Linked DNA regions of Macaca mulatta: region 2 is linked to region 1. Evidence: chromatin contacts called from public Hi-C data. All regions are on one chromosome and are shown on one strand. The core of a region is the stretch at or near the end of the contact, and the rest is flanking DNA. Distances in the headings are between cores, read along the strand shown.

Evidence for each region. A called contact is a pair of places that touch in the nucleus more often than the background predicts.
Region 2: a Hi-C map of fetal cortex germinal zone shows a contact between it and region 1, with 1.5 times the contacts expected there. The contact joins the promoter of COX5A here to the promoter of MPI in region 1. A contact is called at or near these places in 2 of 14 Hi-C or Micro-C datasets (blood and fetal cortex germinal zone).

What each region holds. Positions count from the first base shown.
Region 1 is chr7:52,835,553-52,843,156 of T2T-MMU8v2.0, reverse strand. It overlaps MPI (mannose phosphate isomerase), which reads right to left and starts at 2,601. Exons shown (of 7, transcript XM_077939943.1): 1 at 2,554-2,601; 2 at 1,989-2,116; 3 at 1,045-1,245. The coding sequence starts at 2,569. It also overlaps a transcript of FAM219B not described here.
Region 2 is chr7:52,888,089-52,895,692 of T2T-MMU8v2.0, reverse strand. It overlaps COX5A (cytochrome c oxidase subunit 5A), which reads left to right and starts at 4,221. Exons shown (of 5, transcript NM_001040279.1): 1 at 4,221-4,372. The coding sequence starts at 4,273.

The DNA.
Region 1 (7,604 bases), core at 1,352-3,851:
AAGAGGAGGATGGTGAGGGTACAGCCATTACCTAGCAGGAACACCAGTGCCACCTAGCCCCTGCTGTCCACCCTCCCCAGTCGCAGGATGGCAGTGGCTGCCTACCTCTGGCAAGGAGCCCAGTCAAAGCATGATACAGAAACTTGGGGTTCAGCCAACCCAGGGAAGGGAAATGGGGCAAATCCAAGGAAAAGCTGGGGCAGACTTCAAGAGGCTTGGTCTGTAAATCAGGAAACCCAAACACCAGGCCAAGCTCTGACACTAACAAGCTGTGTGGCTTTGGGTAAATCCCTCCCTTCTCTGGGTCTTACTTGGTATATCCAGAAATAAGGAGTTTTGGCTGGGCACAGTGGCTCACACCTGTAATCCCAGCACTTTGGGAGGCTGAGGTGGGTAGATTACAAGGGCACGAGTTCAAGACCAGCCTGGCCAACATGGTGAAACCCCATCTCTACTAAAAATACAAAAATTAGCCAGGTGTGGTGGCACGTGCCTGTAGTCTCAGCTATTTGGGAGGCTGAGGGAGGAGAATTGCTTGAACCGGGAGGAGGAGGTTGCAGTGAGCTGAGATCGTGCCACTGCACTCCAGCCTGGGCGACAGAGCAAGATTCCGTCTCAGAGAAAAAAAGAAGGAAGGAGTTTTGATCCACAATTGCTTAGAATGGGACTCAGGCTTGTGTAGGAAGACTCCAAGGGGGTGGAGCTGAGGGTACCTGCCCTGCCCTGCCCTGCAAGTTGAACTCTTCCTGAAAGCAGGTTAGTAAATGGCAGATATGAATAGATCTGGGTTGGGTGAGGGAAGACCAGGAACGAGCCCCTTGGAATGAGCTTAGAGAAACTCCCCTGGCACAGGCCGGTCAGCTGTTTGCTTAGACTTAGTTGCTGCATGTGGCTTTGCAGAGCTAAATTGGGAGTTGTCAGCCTGGATTTGGCCTTGGGCAGGAGCCTGGCATGGGTGAGGTAAAAGTGGCAGTAAAAGTAATGGGAGGGCGTTAGCATAAGCCCTTCTGTACCCTGACCTCTGCACCGCACTCTGTCCTTTACCTTGTTAGGGTGTGCCTGGATGGACAGGGGTGTTTCAACTGAGAGCACTTTGAAGAGGAAGGGCAGATTGCCATTAAAGGTGTCCTTGACCTTTGAGCCCAAGCTGTCCTGGTTCTCAGCAATCCACTGGCCTAGGGTCTTCTGTGAGATGCGGTTGTCAAAGATCTTGGCATCCCCTCGGGGGTGAGTCCCCATCCACAACTGGAAAGACAGGAAACTTGGGAGGGGAAGGGGGAGAAACCTGGCACCCGGAGTTGGCCTGTCCCAATCCGTTATGCTGTGCTCCCCAGAGGGCAACTGAGTCCTGGGAAAGGCCTCTCGGGTCTGGATACAAATGTTCATGCCATCGTGGACATACAGGGAGGCAGCAGACCCAGGCCCTTTTCCAGACTCTGCCTCTAGCCATCTGTGGAGCCTTGGACTAGTTATTTCCCTTCTTTAGATGTAGCTTCTCTGTCTGTCCAAAGAGGAGAATGACACCTGCACTGTCAAGGTAGCAGAAAAACTATAACTCTTAAATGATTCTTTCAGGGTTAACATACATCTTCCAGTTTCAGAAGCAGAGGCGAAAGCCTTCCTATGCTTTGGCTTTTTCTTCATTAAATAGGCAGGAGAAATATTTTAGGTTAATAAAAATGCAAAAAAAAACCAGTCAAAGTAAAAAAACTGAATTGTCAAAGAGGGCTGAATTAAAATTCACTAAGTGCTAAGAGTGGTTGGGGGAAGGAGAGTGCTGGAAATCCCAGCCTGTTATGACAAAACCTCTCTTCTTTTTGGTAACACTCTTCTTTTTGGTAACACTATCTAGTCCATTAGCCTGAAGAGCCAAGTGGGCCTCCTCCCTCCTTGCTGCCTCACCCTTCCCAGCTGATTCTTATGACTTGCCTCAGGCCCCTTCTCCTGACCTGCGGGTAAAGTAGGCTGAAATACAGCCCGGGACTCACCTCTGCATAGGGCTTGTCCTCTGCGATCTGGGCCAGTGGGTCACTGCTGGCCAACAGCCGCGCCACTTCGCTGTTGTAACCCATCTTCCCCCAGGCATACTGCTGCACCGCACAGGAAAGTGGGAATACTAGGGGCACAGACAGGGTCAGCTGCCACTCCGCTCCTCAGGCCTCACCCTAGTGTCCCAGGAAACCAGGCAAGAGCCGGGGGTGCTCACTGGCGACAGAGTAAATAAGGGGTTTGTAGGCTGTTGGATGAGACCCCCCCTCAGCTGCAGGCCTCGATGTTCCCAACTGTCAGATGGGCAGCAGTAAGGACCCTGTGCTGATCTGAGGCGGGGTGGCGGGGAGGGAGCAGGAGGTGCCTATCCCACGGCACGACGTCTAGAAGGGCCCCCTCCCCTCGAAGGTCAGTCCCCATCGCAGGTGGCCCCACCTCTACCCGGCACCCACCCATCTTTCCGCGGAGCGCCAGGAGCGGACTCAACCTGGCCGATCATGCCGGGAGTCGTCCCCAGGACGCGCGCCACCAACACACTCGCCAACACCCCGGCCAACGGCTCACCTCGCGGAGCCGCCATGCTCGCCCCCTGCACCGGGATTAAGCACGTATGTCCTTCCCGGCAGTCCGCGCGGCCCTCTGCGCCCAGAGCTTCACGGGAAATGTAGTTCCCTGAGCGTTCCGCCAGGCCCCGGGGCACCAGTGCCCAGAGGCTTACGGTCGCGATCTTCGGTCTTAGTATTCATTCATTCTTTCCATCGCCGGGCACAGATGTACTGAAAGCCTACTAAGTACCACGGACTGTTCTAAGGGCTGGAGGATACATCAGAGAGCAAGACAGTCTTCCCTCTGCCTTTGTAGAGCGCTTACATTCTGGTGAAGGCAAGACAGACAAATAATCATGTAGTGTGTTGAAAGGTCAAGGCCACAAAAAGTAAGGGGGCAGGTGGGAGTGGGAGGCAGTTTGCAGAATTTAAAAGGCTGTCTGGGCCGGGCGCGGTGGCTCAAGCCTGTAATCCCAGCACTTTGGGAGGCCGAGACGGGCGGATCACGAGGTCAGGAGATCGAGACCATCCTGGCTAACACCGTGAAACCCCGTCTCTACTAAAAATACAAAAAACTAGCCGGGCGAGGTGGCGGGCGCCTGTAGTCCCAGCTACTCCGGAGGCTGAGGCAGGAGAATGGCGTAAACCCGGGAGGCGGAGCTTGCAGTGAGCTGAGATCTGGCCACTGCACTCCAGCCCGGGCTACAGAGCAAGACTCCGTCTCAAAAAAATAAATAAATAAATAAAAGGCTGTCTGGGCAAGCCTCATGGAGGAGGTGAGGTTGGAACCCAGACTTGGCGATGAGGAAGGCAGGAGTGTTCTTCCAGGACGAAACAGCCACAGCGTGAAAGCCAGGGCAAGGCGGGAATGTGGGACTGTGCCGGGCGTGTTCGGGAGGGAACAGCAAGGAGGCCACTGTGGCTGGAGCAGAGTGAGTAAGACGGGCAGTGAGGAGGTCAGAGAAGAGAGGCGAGGGGGCAGAGCTTTGCAGGCTCTTGCTATTGTGAGGACTTTGGGTTTTACTCCGAGTCTCTTAGCAATTAGAGATTTGAGCAAAGAATTGCTGTGATGTGAGTAGGGACATACTAGTGATGATGATAGTAAATGTCACATGCAAGGACCTTCACTTCTCTGAGCTTTATAGAATAGGGTGAATAATGCCAGCCTGACACCCTTGTTGAACGGTCAGATGGGATGATGTGGGACACCTACAAGGCAGTCAGCACTCTGTGCTCCTCTGATCCTTCCTGTCCCAGGTGCTGTAGAAAGTCAGAACCCCAACTCCTACTCCAGGCTGAGCTGCTTACAAGTTGCACACAGAGAAGTCAGGGGAGTTAGCAAGAGCTGTGCATGGGGAAGGATGGCCTTGGGCCTTGACTCTGCAGTAATCTTGCTATATCCTGTGGTGAAAGGCTTTGACATCCAGACCTCCTCAGTCAACAGCCTCCTAGGAGGAGGGCAGTCAGTGGCTCAGGCCTGTAATCCTAGCACTTTAGCAAGCCGAGGCAGAAGGATTGCTTGAGGCCAGGAGCACAGCAGTCAAAGCTCCGGGGAACCCAGAATGAGGAGTTATAGTCCTGACTCTACCCTCATCACCCTTGCAATACCCTGATTCCCACAGCCTCTACCACATGTGCCCAGGGGAAAGAGGGGTTGCTATTTTCCCTGTAATCCTCTGCCCAGGTGTGGGTATCTGTCTCACCTCCCCTGGGGTCCTCTGGCTCAGATAATTCAGCCTGCATTTCAAAGGAAGCTTTACCATGCACTAAGGAATAATAAAATGGATAATACAAGACTCATGAAACAATGTACTCAATACCTCCTGCTTTGGAATACCACTCCTTCCCCTCATCTCCACTCCCCCAGTGATATGATTTGGCTCTGTGTCCCCACCCAAATCTCATCTTGAATTGTAATCCCCACATGTTGAGGGAGGGACCTGGTGGGAGGTGACTGGATCATGGGAGTAGTTTCCCCCATGCTGTTCTCATGATAGTGAGTGAGTTCTCCGGAGAGCTGATGGTGTTAAAATGTGGCACTTTCTCGCTGTCACTGTCTCCTGCTGCCATCTAAGACATGCCTTGCTTCCCCTTTGCCTTCTGTCATGATTATAAGCTCCTGAGGCCTCCCCAGCCATGTAGAACTGTGAGTCAATTAAACCTTTCTTTTTTTTTTTTTTCTTTTTGAGAAGGAGTCTTGCTCCGTTGTCCAGGCTAGAGTGCAGGGGCGTGATCTCAGCTCACTGCAATCTCCGTTTCCCAGGTTCAAGTGATTTTCCTGCCTCAGCCTCCTAAGTAGCTGAGTGCACACACCATGCCCGCTAATTTTTGTATTTTTAGTAGAGGTGAGGTTTCACCATTTTTCCCAGGCTGGTCTCAAACTCCTGACCTCAGGTGATCCACCCACCTTGGCCTCCCAAAGTGCTGGGATTACAGGCATGAGCCACCACATCAGGCCAAACCTCCTTTTTTTTTTTCTTTTTTTGAGATGGAGTCTCACTCTTACCCAGACTAGAGTGCATTGGCACGATCTTGGCTCACTGCAACCTCCACCTCCCAGGTTCAAGTGATTCTCCTGTCTCAGCCTCCCAAATAGCTGGGACTACAGGCACGTGCCACCATGCCTGGCTAATTTTTGTATTTTTAGTAGAGACGGGGTTTCACCACGTTGGCCAGGCTGGTCTCAAACTCCTGACCTCAGGTGATCCACCCACCTCAGCCTCCAGAAGTGCTGGGATTACAGGCGTGAGCCACCGTGTCTGGCCCAAACCTCCTTTCTTTATAAATTACCCAGTCTCAGGTGGTATCTTTTTAGCAGTATGAAAACAAATGAATACACCAAGCAATAGGAACCTTCTCAGATAAGAATGAGGGATTAATGAGGCCCAAGGACTTCTTGGAGCACTCCCCACTACCACTACCACAGAAAACATAGTCAGGGTTACTTGCTCATAGTATCCCTGCAAAGTGAAGGAAGAACTTAGATTGTTGGGAGATACAGACCTCCCCCCAACCCCATGCCACCCTCCTCCAATACAGAAAAACTTATCTGTAAGGGAAACTAGGGTGTGTGGAGAACCTAGAACCTTCTACTTCTTCCCTCTTGCTGGTCTATCTTGAGAAAAGCGATTTTATCTGAGGAATGTGCATCCTTTTATACAATCAGGCCCTGAGAGACATTGATATGGAGGACAGACCCTTCTTAGGTGCCTGTCTGGCCCGCAAGTATGGAGATAAAGGAAAACTTTTGAGTCCCTTCAAGGGAGATTCGGGAACCTAGCTAGCCCCACACCCAGCAATTAGGGAAGTAAATGAATAACCCACTAAGGAAGAAGGTAACTTAAACAGCCATCCAAGTAAGCCAGAGTCACAAGATGTTTAGTTCCCTATAAAAACTGAAGATAGGGGCCGGGCGCAGTGGCTCACTCCTGTAATCCCAGCACTTTGGGAGGCTGAGGCAGGTGGATCACGAGGTCAGGAGATCGAGACCATCTTGGCTAACATGGTGAAACCCCGTCTCTACTAAAAATACAAAAAATTAGCTGGGCGTGGTGGCGGGCACCTGTAGTCCCAGCTACTTGGGAGGCTGAGGCAGGACAATGGCGTGAACCCGGGAGGCGGAGCTTGCAGTGAGTGGAGATTGTGCCACTGTACTCCAGCCTGGGTGACAGAGTGAGATTCTGTCTCAACAACAACAAAAAAGCTACAGATAGGGTGCACCGGCTCAGGCCTGTAATCCTAGCACTTTAGGAGGCAGAGGCAGAAGGACTGCTTGAGGCCAGGAGTTCAAGACCAAACTGGCCAACATAGCAAGATCCTATTACTATTAAAAAAAAAAAAAACTGGGCCGGGTGCAGTGGCTCAAGCCTGTAATCCCAGCACTTTGGGAGGCCAAGATGGGCGGATCACGAGGTCAGGAGATCGAGACCATCCCGGCTAACACGGTGAAACCCCGTCTCTACTAAAAAATACAAAAAAACTAGCCGGGCGAGGTGGCGGGTGCCTGTAGTCCCAGCTACTTGGGAGGCTGTGGCAGGAGAATGGCGTAAACCCGGGAGGCGGAGCTTGCAGTGAGTGGAGATTGTGCCACTGCACTCCACCCTGGGCGACAGAGCAAGACTCCGTCTCAAAAAAAAAAAAAAAAACCTGAAGATAATATCTTGGCCAGGTGCAGTGGCTCACACCTGTAATTCTAGCACTTTGGGAGGCCATAGCAGGAGGGTAACTTGTGTCCAGGAATTCGAGACCGGCCTGGGCAACATAGCAAGACCCTGTCTCTAAACATACTTTAAAAATTAGCTGAGTGTGGTAGCACATGCCGGTAGTCCCAGCTACTCTGGAGGCTGAGGTGGGAGGATTGCTTGAGCGTGGAAAGTCGAGGCTGCAGTGAACTGTGATTGTACCACTGCACTCCAGCCTGGGCGACAGAGTGAGACTCCATCTCTAAAAACAAATAACACCTTGACATGTCTTCTGGTTTTGTTTTTTTTTTTTTCAGAGATGGGTTCTCTCTGTGTCATCCAGGCCTACTGCAGCCTCGAACTCCTGGGCTCAAGCTATCCTTTCATCTCAACCTCCTGAGTAGCTAGGACTATAAGCACATGCCACCATACCTGGCTAATTTTAAAATTTTTTGTAAAGACAGGGGTGTTGCTATGTTGCCTAGGCTGGTCTTGAACTCCTGGACTCAAGCTGTTCTGCCTCAGTCTCCCAAAGTGCTGGGATTCCAGACTCCTACCAGATGGAAAATGCCCACTGCTGTCACATTGACCTCAGATAAGGGGGAACTGAAGACTGACCTCTGACCACCATCCTTTGTTCCAAATTATCCCTGAGGGGTGTGGAGAGAGTCATACCCATGGGCCAAACCTTAGCATTCCTTTCTGCTGACCCCAAGTTTTTAGACAAAGCCTTGCTTACTTAGCCAATTACAAATCAAACAATCTCTGAATCCACGTGAGCCCCCGCTTGAAGATATCCCACCTTTTTGGGGCAAACCAATGTGTAACCTCTATGTATTGATTTATAATTTTGCTTTCCTGAAATGTGCCCCTGCTTTTAAAAACCCTT
Region 2 (7,604 bases), core at 2,972-5,471, 51 kb before region 1:
CTGACTGAAAGATAAGCAAAACCTACCTACAGTACTGATGGGGAAAGAACAATTTCTGGAGTCAGAAAAGTGGGGACTGAAACCTAAGTACCACTATTTGTTAGCTGTACGATTTTTGGCAAGTGTCCTTTAAATCTATTCCTTTATCAATAAATTAGGGATAGGCCAGGCGCGGTGGCTCACGCCTATAATCCCAACATTTTGGGAGGCCAAGGTGAGAGGATCACCTGAGGTCAGGAGTTCAAGACCAGCCTGGCCAACATGGCAAAACACCATCTCTACTAAAAATACCAAAATTAGACGGGCATGGTGGTGAGCACTGTAGTCCCAGCTACTTGGGAGGCTGACGCAGGAGAATAACTAGAACCTGGCAGGCAGAGGTTGCAGTAAGCCAAAATCACACCACTGCACTCCAGCCTGAGTGATAGACTCCACCTCAAAAAATAATAATAAAATGAAATAAATTTTAAAAATAAATTAGGGATAAAAACTTATCTCACAAAGTTGTTATGAGGCATAAATGGGATAATAGTTTGTGGCAGGTAGTGGCACATTGTAAATTATAGTCATAATTGTATTTTAAAAAGCAAAAAAATACACCAGTAGCCAATCTAAGTGACTGTAGGCAAAGTGGAGGGACTCTGACAGCAGGGAGACCAGTTGGGATTCGAATGCAATATACCCCAGTGCTTTCTTACTTGCTTTTCTTACTTTTCTTACTTTCTTACCCTGACCTCATCCTAAGCTTCTAGCACTTGGAGATTTGATGAACATTAACTGAACTGCAGGGAGGTCAAAGCTTTCCCCGTTGCCTTTGGCCAGTATAGGGGCAGAAAGAGGTAATCCTTTTCCTCCCCATCATAAGGGTCATGGCTGACACTCCCATAACGAAAGATAGGTTAACAAGAAAAAAACCATAACAAGTTTATTGATCATAGTTTTATGTGACATGGGAGGCTTCAGATTAAAGACCCATAGATAGAAGGAAAATCGTCCATTTTTATGCTTAGGTTCAATAAAACATACGTAGATTTGTGATTGGACAAAAAGGGTCCAAGCTAATGGAAATGGATTGAGTGGGAAAACCCAGCAAAGCCTGTCTGTTCAAATCCTTCTGGCCTCTCTTTTGTATCATTTCTTCCTCCCTGTCCTCCCTACTGTGGGGTATGATCCCTCTGGAATGAGTGTCTTAATTTCTTTTCTTTTCTTTTTTTTTTTTTTTTTTTGGAGACAGAGTTTTGCTCTTGTTGCCCAAGCTGGAGTGCAGTGGCGCAATCTCGGCTCACTGCAACCTCTGCCTCCCAGGTTCAAGCGATTCTACTGCCTCAGCTTCCCAAGTAGCTCAGATTACAGGCATGTACCACCACGCCCGGCTGATTTTGTATTTTCAGTAGAGACGGGGTTTCTCCATGTTGCTCAGGCTGGTCTCAAACTCCAGACCTTAGGTGATCCACCTGCCTTGGCCTCCCAAAGTGCTGGGATAATAGGCGTGAGCCACCGCGCCCAGCTTTAATTTCTTTTTTTCTTTTCTTTTTTTTTTGAGATGGAGTCGCACTCTGTCACCCAGGCTGGAGTGCAGTGGTGCGATCTTGGCTGACTGCAACCTCCACCTCCTGGGTCCAAGTGATTCTCCTGCCTCAGCCTTCAGAGTAGCTGGGATTACAGGTGTGTGCCACCACACCCAGCTAATTTTTGTATTTTTCGTACCGATGAGGTTTCACCATGTTGGCCAGGATGGTCTCAAAATCCTGACCTCAGGTGATCTTCCTGCCTTGGCCTCCCAAAGTGTTTGGATTACAGGCATGAGCCACCACACCTGGCCATGTTTCCTTTTCTCTTTTTTTTTTTTTTTTGAGACGGAGTCTAACTCTGTCACCCAGGCTGGAGTGCAGTGGTGCAATCTTGCCTCACTGCAACCTCCACCTCCTGGGTTCAAGGGATTTCTGGCTAATGTTAGTAATTTTAGTAGAGATGGGGTTTCACCATGTTGGCCAGGCTGGTCTCGAACTCCTGACCTCAAGTGATCTCCGGGCCTCTGCCGCTCAAAGTGCTAGGATTACAGGCATGAGCCACTGTGCTCGGCCTTAATTCCTTTATGGCCAACTGTTACACAGAAAAGCAAAGAGGTTATAGCAATATTTGTAGGCTTTATGGCTGGTTTTGGGGCAAAGGGGTTCTACTTCCTATGACCCTCTCTTGGGGAGGAGAGATTCTAGTTTCTGTGGCATGCCTGGAGGGAGAGTAAGGGGCAAGAGACAAGAGGGCAGAAGGTCAGAGAGAAACTGCTTCCTAGGCCTTCACTTTGTGGCATTGTTTTCTAAGCCTCAACACTAGGTTGGTGGGAAAAGGTGAGGGCAGGTGCTTTGAAAACATTTTTAAAATCCTTTCCCAGCTAGCTTCCTACCCACTGAAGCCACACTGCTAGGAAGGAAAAAGAGAAGGGCAGATGCTGAAGCCCTGGAGAGTCGGCCTGAAGTGAGGAAGTGGCATGTGAATGTCCATCTTTTCTTTCCTCAGTGTGCCCAGGGATAGAGAATGGGAGACAGCAAGACAGAACAGAATGTCTCATTAACTCTGGGCAGCATCCAGATACTTCAGGCCTGGGAGAAGTGTCCTCGACTGCCCATGGGCTCAAAGTTAGGATGTAGCTAGTGAGATCAGATGCAACAACCTTGGACCTTGATCGACCCTATTTCAGAGCCATCGTTGATTCAGGAGCCCTCCTGTAGGAGATGGGGCAGAAACATTCAGGTGAGAGTCCTCAGAACTAAGAATGTGGCGACAATATCCTTGACTGCCAGCAGCAACCTAATTTCTGAGTCTCTTTCCTAATCTGTGAAATGAAGTAGTTGAACTCATTTTTTATGTAAGCTGGTTTGTGATATAAGAATATGGACATGCCGGGCGCGGTGGCTCACACCTGTAATCCCAGCACTTTGGGAGGCCGAGGCGGGTGGATCACGAGGTCAGATCGAGACCATCCTGGCGAACACGGTGAAACCCCGACTCTACTAAAAATACAAAAAAATTAGCCGGGCGTGGTGGCGGGTGCCTGTAGTCCCAGCTTCTAGGGAGGCTGAGGCAGGAGAATGGCGTGAACCCGGGAGGTGGCAGAGCTTGCAGTAAGCGGAGATCACGCCGCGCCACTAATATATAATACTAATATATATTAGTACATATATATGTACTAATAAAGTCCCTTACATATAGGTTTTGTTTTTTTTTTTTTTTGAAATGGAGTTTCGATCTTGTTGCCCACGCTGGAGTGCAATGGTGCAATCTCAACTCACTGCAACCTCCACCTCCTGGGTTCCAGGAATTCTCCTGCCTCAGCCTCCCAAATAGCTGGGATTATAGGCATGCGCCACCACGCCGGGCTAATTTTGCATTTTTAGTAGAGACGGGGGTTTCTCCAGTTGGTCAGACTGGTCTCGAACTCCCGACCTCAGGTGATCCGCCCGCCTTGGGCTCCCAAAGTGCTAGGATTACAGGAGTGAGCAACCGCGTCCAGCAGCATTTTCCCCCAATTTGTTGTTTTATTTTATGCCACAACGAGAAGGCGGGGCTAAGCAAAGTAGGTTTTTGTTTCGTTTGGTTTTTTGGGATGGAGTTTCGTTCTTGTTGCCCAGGCTGGAGTGCAATGGCACCATCTTGGCTCACCGCAACGTCCGCTTCCTGGCTTTAAGCGATTCTCCTGACTCAGCCTCCCGAGTAGCTGGGATTACAGGCATGAGTTGCGCCACCACGCCTGGCTAATTTTGTATTTTTAGTAGAGACGGGGTTCCTCCATGTTGGCCAGGCTGGTCTTGAACTCCCTACTACAGGTGATCCGCCCGCCTCGGCCTCCCAAAGTGCTGGGATTACAGGCGTGAGCCACCGCGCCCGGCCGCAAAGTAGGTTTTTTTATTATAGTTTGTTGTTATTGCTGTCATTCCTATTTTGAGGTGATTAAGTGCCCTCCTGGGCCTGACTCGAAAAAGTGCACGGTCGGTTGCTCCTCCCTCGCCTCCATTCTTACTTCCAGGATGGCGGCTGCAGGTCACCTGACAAGAGACAAGGCGGGACGCCAGGCTAACAGTTTGTCCTCGGCGCGCCGCCGTAGCCCGCCGGCGGCCGCACGGTGGCCCTTCTCACCCACGCGCCAGAGTCGCAGTGGGCGGGCCTACGTGCTCCGCCCGCCGTGCGCCTGTCCGGCCCCCGCTAGCTCCGGAGTAACCGGCGAGCTCACACCGGCTTCTCTCTACCCTTAGCCTGCGCGCCGCCATCGCCGTCATGCTGGGCGCTGCTCTCCGCCGCTGCGCTGTGGCCGCCACCACCTGGGCCGGCCCTCGAGGCCTGCTGCACTCCGCCCGGACCCCCGGCCCCGCCGCGGGTAAGGTCCCTGCTTGCCACTGCCCGCGCCTTCGTGTCCTTGCGGTGACCTGGGCCCCCGCCGCCACTCCGGGGCGGGCTGTCCCCGGCCTAGCCCTTGCCTACAATGGTTACTGAACCCTGTGACCGCGGGCCGCCCTGGCCGCCTCTTCGAGTAGTGGAGGACCTGAGAGCGGTACCCCGGGGCCTCCCTCCGGGCAACTTCCTGGCTCTGCCACCGCGGACAGGTCAGATGTGGACCTGCTGTGAGCGCCGAGGAGGGGACGCAGCGCTCCCCTTCGGTTCCCGGGCCATGACCCTGCCCCGGCGCCGACCCTGCGGCCGCATGACCGAGAGTGGCCGCCGCCGGCCTGCAGCGCCTCGGCGAAGGTGACATTGAGCCTTCGGGCGCGCCGCTCAGGGTCCGAGAATACAATATGCTTCCGTGTGGAACACAGGATTATACTTTCTAATCAGACATTTCTCGGTTAGCGTTTAGTGTGTCACCTTCACAGCCTTTTCTGTCATTTTTAGGGACTGCTGTGCCACGTTCTCATTCTTCCACGTTTAAAATAGATCGACGTGTGTGGTTGTTTCCTGATCTCCGGAAGTTTTGATAGGGCTTATGATAAAAATATCACTCTTTTGAAAATTGTCACAGACTCGGGAATACTGGGTTTTGCAAGCATAGGAACGCTTCTTGTTTTTTCCCCTTTGGAATAGAAGGCTGATTGCTGGAGTATGAGACGTGCTGCTGATTCTTACTTTCTTTCCCCTTATATGTGTACTGGGAGATTTTGAGTCCACCACTGTAGAATAATTACAGTAATTGCACTTCGCTCTTGGTCCGTGATGATTATATAAGCTACATTTTGAAATTTAGCTCCGATGCATCCATGTTATATTTTATTTTTGAACCCGCATCACTGGAAACTGTGCATGCATATTTAAACATAAGAACTCAGAAATTCATTTCAGGGTATGCTGAAGTTAATTAAAAAAAGAACTCGGCCGGGCGCAGTGGCTCATGCCTGTAATCCCAGCACTTTGGGAGGTCGAGGTGGGCGGATCATCTGAGGTCAGGAGTTCAAGACCAGCCTGGCCAACATGGAGAAACCCTGTCTCTACTAAAAATACAAAAAAAATTTAGCTGGGTGTGGTGGTATGCCCCTGTAATCCCAGCTACTCGGGAGGCTGAGGCACAAGAATCGCTTGAACCTGAGAGGCAGAGGTGGCAGTGAGCCGAGATCGCGCCATTGCACTCCAGCCTGGGCGACAGAGCGAGACTCCATCTCCAAAAAGAAAAAAAAGAATTCAGAAACTCAAAACTAATAAGGTTGTTGCCTTGACTAAGTGTTTTAACACTTCAGAACCTAAATAATATGTTTTGCTTCATTCATTTTAGACTTTATCTTTTATCATTTGTCATAGAATCGTAAGGCTGGAGAGTACTTTATTTTTGTTTATTTTTAAAGTAGAGACGGAGTGTCCCTATGTTGAACTCCTGGGCTCAGGTGATCCTCCCACCTCAGCCTCCCAAAGTTTGGGGTTATAGGCATGAGCCACTGCAGCCAACCTAGAGTGTGCTTTAGAGATCGTGGAGACCATTTTATTGTGTAGAAAAGGAAACCAAAATCCATCTTGGGAAACTGAATTCTTGTTTGTTTGTTTGTTTGGTTTTTTTTTTTTTTTTGAGACGGAGTTTCGTTCTTGTTGCCCAAGCTGGAGTGCAATGGCGTGGTCTCAGCTCAAGCGATTCTCCTGCCTCAGCCTCCAGAGTAGCTGGGGTTACAGGCACCTGCCACCATGCCCGGCTAATTTTTGTGTTTTTAGTAGAGACAGGGTTTCACCGTGTTGGTCAGGCTGGTCTCGAACTCCTGACGTCAGGTGATCCACCTGCCTCAACCTCCCAAAGTGCTGGGATTACAGGCATGAGCCACCACGCCTGGCCGAAACTGACTCCTTTTTAATGGTGGAACCATTTTTGTTTCTCATAGTTATGTTTGGGCCATCCTGATGTTTGTTCAGATTTTGTGTTTTGCTAAAGTAACAGTACAATTTACATTTTTCATCCGGGCACAGTGGCTCATGCCTGTAATCCCAGCACTTTGGGAGATTGTGGTGGGTGGATCACCTGAGGTCAGGAGTTCGAGACCAGCCTGAACATGGTGAAACCAGTCTCTACTAAAAATCCAAAAATTAGCCAGATGCGGTGGCATGCACCTGTGGTCCCAGCTACTTGGGAGGCTAAGGCAGGAGAATTGCTTGAACCTGGGAGGCAGAGGTTGCAGCGAGCTGAGATTGTGCCACTGCACTCTAGTCTGGGCAACAGAGTGAGACGCCATCTCAAAAAAAAAATTTTTTTTAATTAATTAATTTTTTTTTTCTGGAGATAGTTTCACTGTGTTGCCTAGGCTGGAGTGCAGTGGCACCATCACAGCTCACTGCAGCCTTGACCTCCTGGGACTTAACTGATCCTCCTGCCTCTGTCTCCCAAGTTGCTGGGACCACAAGGGTGCCCCACCAGTTTTATTTTTCATATTTGTCATAGAAACAGTATCTCCCTATGTTGCCCAGGCTGGTCTGGGAACTCCTGGGCTCAGGAGTGCCTCCAGCTTCCCAAAGTCCTGGGATTACTCTTTTTTGTTTTGTTTTGTTTTGTTTTTTTTGAGACGGGGTCTCACTCTGTCATGCAGGCTACAGTGCAGTTGGCACAGCTCACTGCAGCCTTGACCTCCTGGGCTCAAGTCATCCTTCCACCTCAGCCTCCCAAAATGCTGGGATAACAAGCGAGAGCCACTGTGGCTGGCCTCAATAACTCGTTAATGTGCCCTCATTCCTAGAGTTACCACCACCAAAATGTTCATTCTTTGGGCCTGTCTGGGTTGATTATGTATTAAATGGAAAACTATCCTATTTAACTAAATTTAAACCTGAAGGATTAATGAGCCCTTTTATTTTTCTATATATGTTAGCCTTTTTTGTTTTTATTTATTTATTTATTTATTTGAGTCGGAGTCTCGCTCCGTCGCCCAGGCTGGAGTGCAGTGGCCAGATCTCAGCTCACTGCAAGCTCTGCCTCCCGGGTTTACGCCATTCTCCTGCCTCAGCCTCCCGAGTAGCTGGGACTACAGGCGCCCGCCACCTCGCCCGGCTAGTTTTTTGTATTTTTTAGTGGAGACGGGGTTTCACCATGTTAGCCAGGATGGTCTCGATCTCCTGACCTCGTGATCCGCCCGTCTCGGCCTCCCAAA